2 separate regions of the Gossypium hirsutum genome follow, and region 1 is linked to region 2. A link is a contact called in public Hi-C data. All regions are on one chromosome and are shown on one strand. The core of a region is the stretch at or near the end of the contact, and the rest is flanking DNA. Distances in the headings are between cores, read along the strand shown.

Region 1 (3,445 bases), core at 523-3,022, 240 kb before region 2:
CAGGGAAACTGTGAACAAGGAATCTGTGATTGAGCAAATTGTAGATGAAGCTCAAGATTTGTTGCTTCCAGGCATGAGTGAAGCTGCATTTATGGAGACTGTGTCTCAAGTCATGGATTCTTGGCTTGACAAGCTCACAAACTAAAGCTACCTATATGGTTTGTTCATGGTACATATTTGAATGTATTGAGTTAATGATGAGTCCATTTTTGTATGGACCACAAATTATGTCAATGTAGATAGCTTATCCCTCATAGGAGATTGAAGCTTTCCTTTATTTATTTATTTATTTTTTAAACTCTATCAACTTGTTACTTGATCCTGTATTAATATGTTGAACAGATTCAAAGATAATGAAATAATAGGTAGGCATTGATGATTGGGTTTGATGTAAAACTTGCATATATTGGGTTTTTTATGTGTAATTTGATGATTGTTTTGGACCATATATCGTTTCAGAAAGGTAACTAAAAATGGGCCAAGATCAGCCATATCCAACGTTCTCTTAAAATTTTACTCAACCCATATTAAAGGCAGGTCATGTCAAAGAGCCTTTCTATTTTCCCTTTCTGAAATATGGAAGTAATGGGTGAGGTTAAACATGACCATCGGGTTTTGATCTGAACTGTTACTACAGGGGTAAGTTTTTTTTGGATTGAGTTGGTGAATCAGATTGGTGGTTGAATTATTAAGTCATTGATTTTTAATTTGATTAATTTGATTGTCAGATTTAATATAAATTAAATAAATTACTAAATTTTATTATTTTTAAAATATTAAAAATTATAAAATTCAGTTCGACTTTTAACTCAACTGATTTTATTTATTTATTTATTTTTTCAATCGATCCAATAAGCGAATCCAATTTGGTTTTAGCAACCTTAATTTGTGTAAAATAATTTCTCTAATTTTAGGGTCATGTTTGAGGATGATATCAGGACGAGAGATATACAAATTGGGTCGGACAAACAAAAACTCATCTCACCTGACCCTGTAAGTAAATAAAACCAATTTTAATCTATCCGTTCATACAATTATTGGCAGAAGAAAACCAAAGAAGCTTATATTGAAACACCCACAATTCTTACTGCAGTAAATTTAGCAAATTTCTGTCATTTTCCACTGCCACCGCCGTTGAATCTATTGTTTCACTTCTTATAAGAAGACCACTGATTTGTTCCAAAACACCAAATAGACCACGCTTTTGCCGTTTGACAATCATTCCACTGACCGTGTGGAAAGGCATCAATTATTCTTTACCTAAAGCTTTTTCCTTTGACTCCTATATGTAAAAACAAGACAGTACTTACCTTTCGACTTACCACCTTTTTCATTTTTTACTATTCTTACCCTTTTTCATTTTTTTTGGATATCTTATCCAGTATTTATCTGATTTTCTAATATCAATTTAACGACAATATTTTGTTCTACCAATCTTCAAACATCTACTTTTAATAATACTCTTTGAACAAAATTTCTTATTTTTCATATTTGAGTGTTAAAATTCTATATAAAATACTATATTTAGGTTAACAGTTAATAACCTAAATATTCCTGTTTTGTTGCGAAAAATCAAACACATCCCAAACTAGAAAGAAAAAAAAAGAGAGAAGAATCTTAAAACTAAATAACTGATTTTTTTTTCATAATTTCCACCTCCAAACTGCAAATTCTTACAATATGCATCATCTTCTTATCCATTTTTCAAAAAAAAAAAAAAACATTCTCATCCTCTTTAAAGTTAAAAGTTAAGAACTAACATACCCTCACTTTTTCTTTTCAATTTTCTTCTTAATTAATTTTCTTCTTTCTTTTTCATTCACTTCATCTTTGATTCAATGATTCCTTCCCCCAAAGCATAAAAAAAAACACTCAAAAATCTAAGCTTTGAATAGCTCCAACATAAACTTCAAATCCTTTCTTATAAAATGACAAAACCCAACAAAAGAAAAAGTCTTCCCTTTCACATTACTTTCCTTTCCCCACTTTCTCTTCTTCTTAAATACTCTCTTATTTTCCCTACATCCAAACACTCTTTTCCTTCCCCCATTTCACTTCCTTTCTCTTTTTAGATCAACACATCCAAGAAAAAAAAAACACAGTTGAATTTACAAAAATCATGGTGAAGTCTCAAAGGCCGCCATCTGGCCGTACAAATCTGGCATCATGTATTGTAGCAACCATTTTCTTGATCTTTCTTGTAATCATTGTTCTCATTGTTTATTTCACCGTTTTTAAACCCAAAGACCCTAAGATTTACGTTAATTCCATCCAGCTCCCTTCTTTTTCCGTCGGCAACAACTCCGTCAGCTTCACTTTCTCTCAATACGTCACCGTTAAAAACCCTAACAGAGCCGCTTTTTCCCACTACGACAGCACTATTCAGCTCCTTTACTCCGGATCTCAAGTCGGGTTCATGTTCATACCCGCCGGGAAGATCGAGTCGGGTCAGACTCAATACATGGCGGCCACTTTTGCAGTTCAGTCATTTCCCTTGGCGCAACCGAATCAAGCGGCGGCGGCCACCACGATACCTATACCTGGTGCTACTACTACGGTGGCGGTGACGATGACAGAGCCCGTTGGGGTGACAGCTGGGTTCGGCGGTGGTAATAATGTGAATCGAGTTGGACCAACGATGGAGATTGACTCTCGGATGGAATTAGCGGGTCGGATTCGGGTTCTAAATGTGTTCGCCCATCACGTGGATGCTAAGTCGGAGTGTAGAGTCACCGTGGCTGTGAATGATGGGTCTGTTTTAGGGTTTCATTGCTAATTTTTTCTTCTTTTAATGTAATTTTAGACATTTAACAGCTTTTTTTTTCTTAAAATTTATCAGTTTTGGAGGATTTGGTGATTTGGGTATTAAATTTTTTATACCCAATTTGTCAAAAAAGCTGTAAAAATTAGAACTTTGATTGTTGTGGGTGCTGCAAGTAAGGTGTTTTTAGTATAAAGAATGAAAGGTTTCAGCTTATGAGCTTAATTTGTGAATTAATGAACTTTTTATTTAAAGGGATTAATTGAAGAGTAAGTAAAGGATGGATACTAATGATAGAGTGAAGTGAGATTACTTTGTGGTGGGGTTTTTTGTTTTGGTTTTGGACCAATAATGAAGCAAAGGTGAGTTGAATAATGAGCTGGAAAAAAGGCAGCGCAAAATCCGGCTTGTTTTCCGTTTACTCTTTTTTTTCCATTGTTCGAGGAACGGCACTAATTGGAAGCTCAGAAAGTTTACGACGTCGTTAAACTTTAAATTTTGATAGAGCAAAATTCAGTCAGTTGCAGATGAGTGCAGAGTTTGGGATCATCGGCGTCGGAGAATTAATTGCCCACCTGATTTCGATAAAAGTGCCAGTGGGAGTGTAAGTGAGAAAATTAAAATTAAGTGGGAAGAGTTGAGTTAGTGAGGTTTGTGGGACCCAAGACAGCGGAGCAGAGGAGA
Region 2 (3,445 bases), core at 66-2,565:
TCTCCCATAAAGGTTCGACAATCAACTGATACAATTGTGACTTTGAACATTTATGGCGTGGCGAATATTTCAGACCACACCAAAAACAAAGTCCTTTTTTTCCTTCTGTCTTCCAATTCAGCTTGCGATAAGGACTTGGAAGGAAGTTTAGGAGCCAATTTCCCATTCACTGTTTCACTGGCCAATCCAACACTACCACTCCCACGTTGACTTCTAATCACAGGAAATAATGGCCTCATTATATTAGACCCACTATTAAAACTGCCTTCTCTTTTGACCGGTCCCGCCACAATGGTTTCCACTTGCCTTGCTAACTGGTAACCTTCTACCAATGTTTGAGGCTTGAACAACCGAAGATATTGCCCGATTTTCAGTTTGAGGTTGCTAAGGAATATACTTAATGCATAGGATTCAGGTAAGTTGAGCTGATTCAACAAACTCAAAAAATCATCATAAAATTGGTCCACTAAGCTAAGTTGTTTAAGGGACACTAATTCTGCCATAGGATCTAAGACAAAATCTGATCTGAAACGCTCTCGAAGCCCCTCGAATAAACCTCCCAAGACACTTGATGAACCCCTCCATGTCTACGCACAAAAAAATGATGCCAATCAAGTGCTTTACCTTCAAGGTGTAACATGACGATCCTGACCTTTGCATGATCTGCAATTCCTTCGGCCTCAAATACTGCACTAGTTTGAACCACCAACCTCGGAAGTGCTCACCATCACAATGTAGACAGTCAACTCGAAAAGAAAAATGTTCGGATTCCATCAACACTCCCCTTTGTGACATGCTCGAATGGCCGAGATCTGCTCTTGGAGATACTATTAAATGCTCTTGAGGTGGAAACCTCGGTGGTGTTCCTAAGATCCCTTTTCCCTTGTTGCTAGATGCATTCCCCACAATCGATGGGTTACTTTGGCCAAAATATTGTTCGAACAAGGAGTGAAGCTCAGAATGAAGTTCGGAACGTACCTCCTACTTAATTTCTGCCTGCAGATCTTTCATCTTAGTGTCCATCCGTACATCCCACTGAGTTAGCTCCAGTTGCAAGTGAGAAAGCTCACCTTGGATCTGCCGATTTCCTTCTGCATGCGAGTACTGATTCCGTCCCCTATCATGAAGATCGACAAGCTCTGATACCTTTTGCAACGTTCTAAATCGGAAAGATAAAGATGAAGAACAGAGAAGAAGAATTACAGAAAGAAAAAAAACGAGAAAATCGAGAGAAGGAGACTGTTGATAACGGTTATCCAATTTCATGATATTTCCTCACGCAGTTACAGACATATAATAACCCTGTAACAAGAATCAAAACGCTCCTGTTTTGAGTTAAACAAAACTCACCGTTTTCATTAACTCTTACAAGCAAAAACGCAACGTATAACTAATTATTATAACGAAAACTTAACTAAAATATGAAAAAGCTAGATGACCGTTGTTCCTCCCATAACATATTTAAAAGATAAAAGATAAAGAAACGAAACAAAAGTCAGATTGTGGAGTTTTTTTTTTAAAAAGCTACACCAATAATATATTAAATAGTAATTCCACATTTGATACTCAAGATTTTTATATGGTAGAAATTATTAGGTAAGCTCTTCTTAATGTCTCATCCAATCATATAATGTTATATAAAATTATTTTACACGTTATTTTTAATTAATAAATAAGTTATCCTAAAAATTTACCTTTTCATCTAATTCCTATTCGGATTGATTATAGAGCTTGCAGCCATCTATAATCATCGTTGTCGTTGCTACTAAGAGCTGGTTCAATGCCAAAAGCTATTTGACCTATTTGATACAGTAAAAGCCTAATGTCATGACATAAATTGATGAAACCTCAATTAAAAAACCTAAAATTCAAAAAGAGTTCAAATAAAAAAGAGCATGTCGAGCCAGCTAGAATAGGACTTGCATATTCCATGCGAGGGGAAGTTTTTGGAGCTTTGGCTTAGATGCTGATGATGATGATGATTATCTCTTAAAAGCAATGAATATTAAAGTTGATACCAAAAAGTCCAGAATAAAGAAGCTTTAATTTTTCTTTATAAAGAAATATGTGCTAGCAAATTAGCAATGTATACGGGAAGGGAAAACTTTAATAAGCAAAAAAGATAAATCTTAAAATTATACATAAATTTTAGTTTAATATGTAATTATATGTATGAATTTTAATTTGGTGCAACTATATATATGAAACTTTGATTGTGTTTCAAATGTATAAATGTAATTTTAATTTTGATTCAATCATACACATTTAAAGAAATAAATAGATTAATTTATTTTTATATTGGATAAATATAATTATTTTTGTATGCAATATATAAATATAAAATGATGTTATATCAATAATTGTGTTAATAATTTGTGATAGTTGAATTAAAACAAAATTTTATATATAAAATTATATAAAATCAAAATTTATATATATAATTACACATTAAATTAAAATTAATATATAATTTTAAAATTTATCCCTAAAAAAAATAAATTGATTAAGACAGTATAAACTTTTTCTCACATCTTCAACAAGATAAAAAAAATAAAGAAAAGAAACGAAAACCTAGATATATATTCGTGAAATTTATATTACAATTTTTTATCATTATAAAGTAATTCTCGGTTTGAGCGTAGTCACATATTAAAAAATTAGGAGTTATAACGAAGGTGGGTGGTGTCGAAAATTAATTTTATGATTTTAAAATTACGGTTTTAAAATGTTTTTTCTATAAATTATATTCGTAAATATTAATATTTAATATTTACGGGATTAGTATAGAAATATATTAAATTTTGATCTATTAATTTTTTTAATTGATAATTAATTAAGGTACAAGTGTAATGATTCTAAAGTCAGTAGTATTAGAAAATACAGTTTTGGGACCCCGTTTCGTAAATCAAGTCCATAAATAAATATTTACGGAATTACTATATAAGTTAATTCAATTTTGAATAGGTAACTTCGCCGAATTGGTGACTAACTAATGTATAAAGACTAAATCGTTAAAAATAGTAAAAGTTAAATTACTATAAATTTTTATTACTTAAAGACTTATATAGCAATTAAACTAAAGTCCAAAATGGCAAAAATACCATTTTGAAATATAGTGGACGGTTGGTGTAAGATTTGTTTCAAATAACATTAAAATTTTAATATTAAAATAGTGTAATAATTGTTTATAACATAAAAATAAAAGAAACAAAGTCACGTTTCTTTTCATCTTTCTTCTCCATGAAACACCCAAAGAAAACCAAGAATTCATTTTCTTTGCTTCAAAGCATTTTGTTGGAAAAATCTTAGTTTGAAAACGGTTTTCTTGCACAACGGAAAATTAAAATTTTGAAAAGCGACTCGGTTTGTGATATATATAGCAATAAACCCTAACTGAATTCATACATGTGTTTTTGACTTAATGGACGTTCATTGTTCTTTGCTT

Evidence for each region. Hi-C and Micro-C count contacts between places; a contact is called where the count stands out from the background.
Region 1: a contact with region 2 is called in a Hi-C map of leaf, with 2.1 times the contacts expected there. The contact joins the promoter of LOC107950768 here to the enhancer-like site in region 2. A contact is called at or near these places in 8 of 34 Hi-C or Micro-C datasets (anther, callus, leaf and 1 more).

The regions. Positions count from the first base shown.
Region 1 is chrD03:34,230,954-34,234,398 of Gossypium_hirsutum_v2.1, reverse strand. LOC107950768 reads left to right here and starts at 1,772. Exons shown (of 1, transcript XM_041089992.1): 1 at 1,772-2,986. The coding sequence starts at 2,120. The coding sequence ends at 2,776. It overlaps LOC107950767 (phosphatidylinositol 4-kinase gamma 2), which reads left to right. Exons shown (of 2, transcript XM_016885723.2): 2 at 1-396. The coding sequence ends at 145.
Region 2 is chrD03:33,992,316-33,995,760 of Gossypium_hirsutum_v2.1, reverse strand. No RefSeq gene overlaps it. Among protein-coding and RNA genes, the nearest start is that of LOC121215672, 23 kb to the left of the region's middle. Within about 2 kb of position 1,315, at least 6 of the 9 cell types and tissues checked have an H3K27ac peak or open chromatin away from gene starts, as enhancers often do. A contact at or near this core is called in leaf, where this site is marked.